Linked DNA regions of Oryctolagus cuniculus: region 2 is linked to region 1. A link is a contact called in public Micro-C data. All regions are on one chromosome and are shown on one strand. The core of a region is the stretch at or near the end of the contact, and the rest is flanking DNA. Distances in the headings are between cores, read along the strand shown. Region 1 overlaps APOLD1 (apolipoprotein L domain containing 1). Region 2 holds the start of HEBP1 (heme binding protein 1).

Evidence for each region. A called contact is a pair of places that touch in the nucleus more often than the background predicts.
Region 2: a Micro-C map of ear pinna shows a contact between it and region 1, with 5 times the contacts expected there. The contact joins the promoter of HEBP1 here to the enhancer-like site in region 1. A contact is called at or near these places in 2 of 6 Hi-C or Micro-C datasets (ear pinna and skin fibroblasts).

What each region holds. Positions count from the first base shown.
Region 1 is chr9:110,433,238-110,437,658 of mOryCun1.1, reverse strand. It overlaps APOLD1 (apolipoprotein L domain containing 1), which reads right to left. Exons shown (of 3, transcript XM_051850268.2): 3 at 1-3,052. The coding sequence starts at 2,874. The coding sequence ends at 2,134. Among named protein-coding and RNA genes, the nearest start is that of DDX47, 24 kb to the left of the region's middle. Within about 2 kb of position 2,523, at least 3 of the 8 cell types and tissues checked have an H3K27ac peak or open chromatin away from gene starts, as enhancers often do. A contact at or near this core is called in ear pinna, where this site is marked.
Region 2 is chr9:110,623,754-110,628,174 of mOryCun1.1, reverse strand. HEBP1 (heme binding protein 1) reads left to right here and starts at 2,120. Exons shown (of 4, transcript XM_002712658.5): 1 at 2,120-2,326. The coding sequence starts at 2,249.

The DNA.
Region 1 (4,421 bases), core at 1,274-3,773:
CTAAATGCTTCTTTCATATGTTCTCATTTTTTTTCCCTGAACTAAATAGGCTCCCTTTCCAGGTCAAGCGCTATCTTCTGGCAAAGTACCTTCAGGATAAACACGTGTTATCATGTATCTATACCACACTTCCAGACTCCAATGACAAACTTAACACTCAACTCCTGCTCTTTCTTTTCACAATTCCCTGTGATTTGCTTTAAACCATCATTTAAAACTAGAAAGAAAAAAAAAAAAAACCACAATTCCCTCTGAAGAAGAGACTTCTTCAAAGAGCACAATGCTGTTTCCAGCTCTTGCCCTGCCCTCCAAAGTCAAACTCAACCTCATGGAAGTGACATTCTCTTGGAAAGAGTAGTCTCCCTTTCAGAACTTGCTAATACTTTTCTAAATGTAGTGATTAAATAAAATTAAAAGCAAATAATAATTAAATAACAAACTTAAAATAAATTTAAAAAAATATGTGGTCTGGTGACTTTCAGAGAAAGTAATAGCGATAGGTCAGTTTCCAACAAATTCACATTCCTTTCTGTACCAGTTTCCACAATGAGTGGGCAACACTGCCCCCTAAAGGATTTCTGGTGTACATGTCCCTCAGCTCCTAAAACCGTCCCAGATGCACTACCTAGTGCCACCACACATTCTTTTGTTTCTGGGACGCAGTCTGCTCTGGACCACCTGCTAAAGACCTGAAGACATGGTGTTTCCAGAAAGGCCATGAGACCTCCGGAAGAGGATCAGAAATCAGCGTTTGTTACAGTGGTTTCAAAACCTTAGCCTGCAGAATCGCCCGGAGGGCTTCTATTACCTCAGGTTGCTGGGCCCCATATCCAGAGATTCTAATTTGTCTATCAGGGTTGAGTCCAGGAATTTGCCTTTCTAACGAGATGTCAGGCGATGCTCATTTGCCAGTCCAAGGACTGGTGAGCCAGGCACTGAACTCAATCCTCACAACTGGCTGAGAGGTTGTATGCACTGTTTTACAGGACAGGAAGCCAGTCTGGGTGAGATCAGGTGGCCCAGGCCATGCCATTGTTCACAAAGCCTGTAATAAACCCACAGCGTCTGACTCACAGCCCACCACTCTCTTCCCTGAACTCCATGGCAGGGACTGAAGGGGTCAGTCACCTCCCCGCTTTCTGGCCTCAGCTTCTTCATACAACAGGCAGGACTTCATGACTGCTCAGCTGGCCTCCCCTCTCGAAGCATCTGCAGGTCTGGCTTGAAGCCAACCAGGAAAAGTCAGCTCCATTCCCAGGCTACTGGAGGGAGGAGCGGGGCAAGCCAGTTCCAGGTCCCTCTCTGGGTCCTGAATCTTCCTATGAAGCTTAATGAGGCGCAGGTTTGCTCTGGGTTCTGAAATTCCTTGTTACCACAAACTCTGGAAGAGCGGCTTAAAAACAGGTGTCTCCTCTTAGGGGCACTTTGAGGACATCAAAGCCTAGTGGAATTTGGAGGGGACGGGGGGGGGGGGGTATCCTCTCCAGTCTCAGCTCAAACCACCAGAGCAGGGGCAGGCATATGGTGCAGGGGCCTCATCCCATGTCAGAGTGCCTGGATTCCAGGCCCAGCTCTGCTTCCAATGCCGCATCCTGCCGATGCACACCCTAGGAGGCAGCAGGTGATGTTCTAAGAACTTGAGCCCCTGCCACCAATGTGGGAAATCCAGATTGATTTCTGGGCTACTTGCTTCTGTCTGACCTAGCCCTGGCTGTAGCAGGCATCTGGAGAGTGAACCGGTAGACAGAAGATCGCTATCTGTCTCTCTGCCTTTCAAATAAATAAAAAATAAAGAAATAAAAATTTAAAAATAAAAGCCACCATGGTAGTGAGCCCTTGCCTCCTCCGTCCCACCCCAAATGACTTTGAAACAGGAGTGTCTCCCACTGTGGAAGACAGAAAAGGGGAAAAGGTTTCAGTTCACATTGTCCCTCAGGAACACGCAAAAGTCCGCAGCCCCCAAACCCAGACAGGAAGTCACACGTGAGGGTAAAGGGCCTTGGAGACCCTCCCGCTTGGCACAGTTTTCCTCAGTCTTTGCACTCAGCTCAGGGTTTTCCTGCGGGAGTTACAGATTTGGAGCATCCCATGGGGATGGCGTCTGGCCTCGGTCATGGGCGGGAAAGGATGTTCTCAGAAAAACAGCCCCGCGGGCGGGTCAGCTGAGATCTTGAGGTCGTGGCCGAGGCTGGACTTGGTGCAGAGCCGGACCCGGGCCTCCAGCTGCTCGCTGAGTTCGTCCAGGGCCCCCGTGCAGGACTCCAGGCTCTCGGCCAGTTTCTGAATCTTGGCCTTCAGCACGGCCTGGCTCACCCTGGTGGCCCCCTCTGCCCGCCTGGGGACGAGGAAGCCGCGTGAGCCGAAGAAGACGATGAAGTAGACGGAGTTGTACAGGGCCATGGAGGCGTTCCTGCCGCTCTGCAGCAGCTGGCGGTCCCCGCGCCCGTGGCAGCTGCAGAAGAACTCGAGGCAGCTCAGGAGCTCCCGCATCTGGTCCTGGCACGTGGCCGCGATCTCCTGCACCTTCCGTAGCTCCCGGGAGTTGCAGAAGATCAGGGAGAGGTCGGACGTGATGGTGACGGCCCCTCCGGCCGTGGCTACCCCCAACCCCACGGCGGACGCCAGCAGCGAGGCCCCTAGCGTGACCGGGCTGAGGGAGAGCCCCACGACGGCGGCCACAGCGCCCGCCGCGCTCAGCGAGCTGCCCGCCAGGTTGGCCGCCAGGGAGCGCCGGCGGAGGCGCTTGAGGCGCCGCGCCACCTCGCGCAGGCGCAGTAGCTCGCCGTGCAGCCGGCCGCGCCGGTCCAGCAGCAGCCCCTGGAAGCGCCGCAGCGCGTCGGCGTCCCGCCGCTCCCAGGCCGCCGGGCCTTGCATGGCTTGCGCGGACTCGGAGGCGCGGTCAGCCAGGGGCCTCGCCGCCGTCCTCAAGCTGGGGGTCGTCGAAGTTCCGCGGAGCCGCTACTGCCACCTTGCGGGAAGCGGGTCAAGTCCGCGGGAGCCGGCGCTGGGATCTGAGCGGGAATCACGGGTCCTCTGTTCCTCAGGTCCGCATCTGCGAATAGGAATAATGCTCTTTGAGCGTCTTCCCCGGGGAACCCTGGTGATGGACTGCGTCCACTATCTGTTAAGCAAGAGCTGGGCTTGGCGTGATGGGAGAGGGCATTAGATGGCTACGCCAATCCTGAAGCCGTAGCTCTGTTTGAAAGAGCCTCACAAGTGGTGGATTGCACGGCTTGCGAAGCTCTTTCGTTATAGTTTTGGGCAAGGGAGATTTGGAACACAATTTCTCTCTCTCTTCCTCCCTCCCCCCTCCTCCCTGTTCCACCTCTCCCCCTTTCTCTGTCATAGGTGAAAAAAGTCATATTGTCCATAAGAAGCCAAGCCTGGTGCTCACATGAAGCAATTCTTGGCTAAATATTCATCCAGCCTAAGGTGTGGTTGGGGTCACTGATTCCAGCTGGGGCACATCTGGTCTTCAGATAGCTCAATATTTGGCAAAAGTTTAATTAAAACTATTAAATTAATACCATTGTGGCTCTCTTTGTTTTGAAAGTGGCTGACAGCAAAATTAAGTGGCCAACATGTGTTTGCTCTACCAGTCACTGAGAGCCGCCTGGTACCTTGATGGATTGAAACCAATGGGAGGAAATGGAGAAAATGGTATGTCCTAGGGTAAAAAGCCCATCTTTTCTGCTCGCCAGGGGTTCTTGCCTTGGTATCCACTGTCCTCCTCTTTCTTAGGAATTTCTAGTGGCAGATAAGTCATAGACATAGAGCATTTCAAAACCATGAGATATCAGGGCAGAATTCATTCTCACCTGGGTGATGAGGAAGTTGAAACAGAGACACACTCTAGAGACAGCTGACTCTTCACAGAGCCTAGAAGCCAGGTCTCCTGACACACAGCTGCTGATCTCACGTGCCCATTTCCATATTCCAACCCACCAGAGATAAGTTTCCAGGGAAAAATCATCCCCGATACCTAATGGACCTGAATACAACCCAGCATCACAAGGCCTATGGCTACTTTTCAGACGGTCTCCCCCTGGGCTCCCCACTTACCATCCACTTCGGGCTGCCTCTGGGAAGGAGAAGTTCCAGGCTGTTTCTGGATGGGTGAGCTTTATAGTTCCCGAGAACCAATAGCAGCCCTGGGAAAGCCTTGTCTCATCCTGAGAATTCACTGTTTCCTGTGCTGGCCCCTGCTGCCTTCATCCAGAAGGAAGTGACACAGTGGAAAATGACCTGCTAGCACAGCACATCCCGCAGTTAGGAAGTGGACATTGTGTGTTCGCTTTCCCCCACACGCAGGAAGAGAACCACAGGCTCTTCCCCGACTTGAAACACGTGTTGTCATTCTCCCAGGGGGGATACCCTGCCTTTCCTCTCCTGAGAATAGCTAATGACGCCATCTGGGAGGC
Region 2 (4,421 bases), core at 871-3,370, 190 kb before region 1:
TAGCGATCACTAGAGACTAGGAAGTGCAGGGGAGAGGGAATTAGATAGAGGCTAGATAAGGGGTACCAAACTACAGCGAGACAGGAGGAAGAAGATCGCGTGTTCTACGGCACAATGGGGTGACCATAGTTTACAACAATGTATTACATCCTTGATAAAGATCTAGAAGACTGTGAAGGTTCCCAACACAGAGAAATGATAAATGTTTGAAGAGACAGAAATGCTAATCTGATTTGATCATTACACATTATATACCTGCATTGAATTATCCTACTCTTACCCTCTGTGTATAATTATCTATGCATCAATTAAATTTTTAAAATATCTATTTATTTATTTATTTATTTGAAAGGTAGAGTTAGAGAGAGAGAGAGAGAGAAATTAGAGAGAGAGACAGATCTTCCATCCACTGGCTCACTCCTCAAATGGCCACAACAGTCAAAGCTGGGCCAGGCTGAAGAAGCCAGGAGCCAGGTGCTTCACCCAGGTCTGCCTTGTGAGTGCAGGGGCCCACGCACTTGGGCCATCTTTTGCTGTTTTCCCAGGCTCGTTGGATCAGAAGTGGAGCAGCTGGGACTCAGAGCAGCACCCATATGGGATGCCGGCACCGCAGTGCATGGCTTCATCTGCTAAGCAACAGCACCAGCCCCCAATTAAAAACTTTTTTGAAAAAAAAAAAAATCCTCATGGGGGGGCAGCATTTGGTGCAGTAGTTAGGACACAGTTTGGGATGTCCACATCCATATTAGGATGCCTGGGTTCAAGCCTCCACTCTGCTTCTGATTCCAACTTTATGCTAATGCACACCCTGGGCAGTAGCAGATGATGGTTCAAGTACTTGTGTCCCTGCCACCTGTGTGGGAGCCCTCATGGAGTTCTGGGCTCCTGGCTTTGGAGTGGCCTGGCTTCAAGCATTTGAAGAGCGAACCAGCAGATGGAAGATGTCTCTCTATGTCTGTCTCTATCCCTCTACTTTCAAATAAATAAACACCACCAAAGAATTTTGAAAAGCCATATAGTCAGAACGTGAGAATAAATAAAAAGGACCACACAGCGTTCATGGAGAGTGTCTGCAGTGCATTTTCAGAGAAGTCAAATACAAAGGGGGAGTCCAAGGGGCAAGCTGCCCTGGTGCAGGGGTCCGTGTTGCACAGAGGTGGAACATACGGAGTTTTGGGGAAGCAGTGCCACATGTAGACGTGGCTTGGATGACAGGGTGCAAAGAATCGGGGCACTGACACCACAGGAAGACACTCCACACCTGATTCAGCCGCCCCCCCACCCCCGCAAAGTCAATTATTTTGAGGATCAGGTTCCTCCTCTGTAAAGTGGCTATAAAATACCACTTTTTAGTTGCATGAGGAGTAAAGACAACGTTTGTAAAACATTTGGCAGGGAGCACTCAACCCAACAAATAGGGATAAAATTGTTACAAGGTTATGAATAGGAGTGAATGCGCAAAGCTGCTGCCTGGTGACACAGTAGGATCTCAGTAAAACGGACTGTAGCAGGCTGGCCTTTGGGCCAGTGTGTGCCAGTGCACACCCTGGGAGGCAACAGGGATGGCTCAAGTAGTCAGGCCCCTGCCACCCACGTGGGAGACCCGGAGAGAGTCCCAGGCTAGGCTCGGGCCAGCCCCCACCTCCCCCCATTGCTGGCATTTGGGGAGTGAAACAGCAGACAGGAGGTCCCTCTGTCTGCCTTTCAAATTAAACAAATATTTAAAACGACCGTAGGAAAGAAAGTGTTCTGTAGGGAACTCGGTTAGAGGATCCTTCATCGTCTACAGATGAGGTAACCGGGTAGGGTGGGGGCGGTAAAAGACCATACCTCCCTGAGAGACTCCGCGGCCAGCAGCCTCCTCCCTTCGCCCCGCCCACCTGCGCGACCCGCTCAGGCCCACCTCCCGGGGCATCGACCCCCGCCGCGGCACTGTCCCGCCCTCCCGGTTCGCCAGCGCCCTAGCCGTCCTCCTCGCCCCGCCCACTCGACTGGGCGTGCCAGCCAGGCTCTCCCCGCCCACCGGATTCGCTCCGCCCACCAGGCGCCCCCGCCAGTCAGGCTCTCGCTTGGCGCCCTGCTCACCCCGCCTACCCTACTCGCTCCGCCCTCCCGACGCTCCCCTTTCGCTCCGCCCTCCGGACTCGCCCCGCTGGCCCCTGCCGTGCGCTTCGCTGCTCAGGCTGCGCCTTCCCGCCGTCTCCGCACCCTGCAGCAGCCGGTGCGTCCGGAGCGCCAGGGCGACAGCATGTTGGGCATGATCAGGAACTCCCTGTTCGGGAGCGTAGAGACATGGCCTTGGCAGGTGCTGAGCAAAGGGGACAAGGTAGGCCCGCAGGGCTGCTGGAGCCTGGAGGAGGGTCCGGCCGCAGAGGGCTCTGAGGGACCGCTGTGTGTGTGTGTGTGTGTGCTGGTTTCTTCCCGGGCGCGGCCCTTTGCGGCCCAGCTCTTGGAAGGAGGGAAGTTCATGGTCCGGTGTAGCGGGTTACAGGGCATTGCGGGGAGGAGGGAAGTCAGAGAGAGGAGGTTGACGGGGGGAGGACCCCAGCGTGGCGAGTTGGACACCGCCTGTTGAATGCCTGCGTTTATCCGAACATTCCAGATGTCCTCAACAGTTTCTGTTTGTTGAGAGACTCTTGACTGCAGAAATGACTGACACAGGCCTTGTGGGCCAGAAAGTCCCCGCTACTGGAGAGCTGAGGACAAGAGTGTAGCGTCAGTACTGCCTGTGGGCGGGGTCGCAGGGCCTGGAGCAGTGACGGGTCTCCAGCTGGGCAGAACAGGAAAGCGCTAGCAGAAAGGGCAGCTAGCGCTGCAGAAATTGGGGGCCTGGAATCCATAACTGTGTATTCCCCAAATTTACACCAGTGCCAACATGGCCCCGTGGGACTGCCTCCCTGAAAACAACGGGGCTGCCACCGGACTATCATCTTCTGGCGGGCAGGCCCGCGTCCTGCATCAGAGTGTCTAATTTTCCACTTACTAATGCAGACCCTGGAAGGCAGCGGGGACGACTCTGCCACCCACGTGTGGAACCTGGATTGAGTCCCTGATTCTTGGCTTTGGCCGGCATTTGGAGAGTGAACCAGCAGATGGGAGTTCGCTCTCCCTTTCTGTCCTCTGCCTCTTAAATAAAAATAATAATAATAATAATTAATTAAGTTTCTTTTGGTGCAAAACCACTTGGAACCCACGTATATGAGAGGATCTTCAAAATGCTCATGACATTGTGTATTATGGAAAAACTATGCATGGGTTTCAAACATTTTTCACACCGATACAAACTTACAGTTGCGTTTTCCCATCAACTTTTTGAGGTGCTGGGTATGGAACTCCCAGCACAGCGTCTGATTTATTAACAGACTAGCTGAGGAGTAGGTTCTAGTACCTGGTGCAGTGGTCGTCACCGAGTCCCCAATGAGACTTGAGACTGCACCTGTCAAGCAACCAGAGAGACCTGTCGCTTCACCTGTCCCTGTCTCCGTGTCCCCCACTGTACGTGGAATGAGCAGATTACCCCTAATCAAGGGTCCCAGGGTCAGGTGCCTACAGTAGCCTGACAATGATGGATATGAGTGAGGCTGAGTGTTTAGGACTATATGGCATGGTGGGGACTGAGGCAAATCACAGAGAGATTCCCCCATCTTCAAAAGGGCAATTCTATCAGTTGTTACCATACAGTGATGTGAGCCAATATTGCCAGATTTTTAAGGAAAACTAAAATCTGGTTTATTTGAGAAGCATAAAGAGAAAGAAAGAGTTCGCATCTGCTGGTTCACTTTCTAAATCCCTGCAATGCCTGGGGCTGGGCCAGGGCTGGAGCCAAGAGCTGGGTCTCCCAGATGATTGGCGGGAACCCCATTTTGTGAACTATCACCACTGCCTCCCAGGTTCTGCATCAGCAGGAAGTCAGGAGCTGGATCCAGGAAACAAACCCAAACACTACAGTATGGGACATGGGGATCTTAACTGGTAGGCCAAACGGCCACTGTTATAAACAAACTGCTTTTTGGGTGCCAGTTATGTGCGGGGCACTCTTCTAGGCAATGGGGATAAAGAAAGGACAAAACCAACAAATCCCTGCCCTCCTGGAGCTTATGTTTTAATGGCTAATGATCAAGTCAATAGAGAAAATATAAGAAAAGCAAACAGGGAAGAGGAAGTTAGGGCTGAGCTTATGGTTGTGGGTAGGGCGACTGCATCAGTTTTAACTGGCTAAAAATGTTTGTGAACACTGATTATGCCTTGGTATGAGGTATGAGGCCGTCTATGGATCTGGCCTGATGAGAGTTCCTGCTGGCACTAGCATTTCTGAGAATCCACACGCTGGGGCTGACATTATTGCGCAGCGGATGAAGCCGCCACCTACACTGCCAGCATTCCATAGAGCGTGCTGCTTCAGCTTCGGGCTGCTCTGCTGC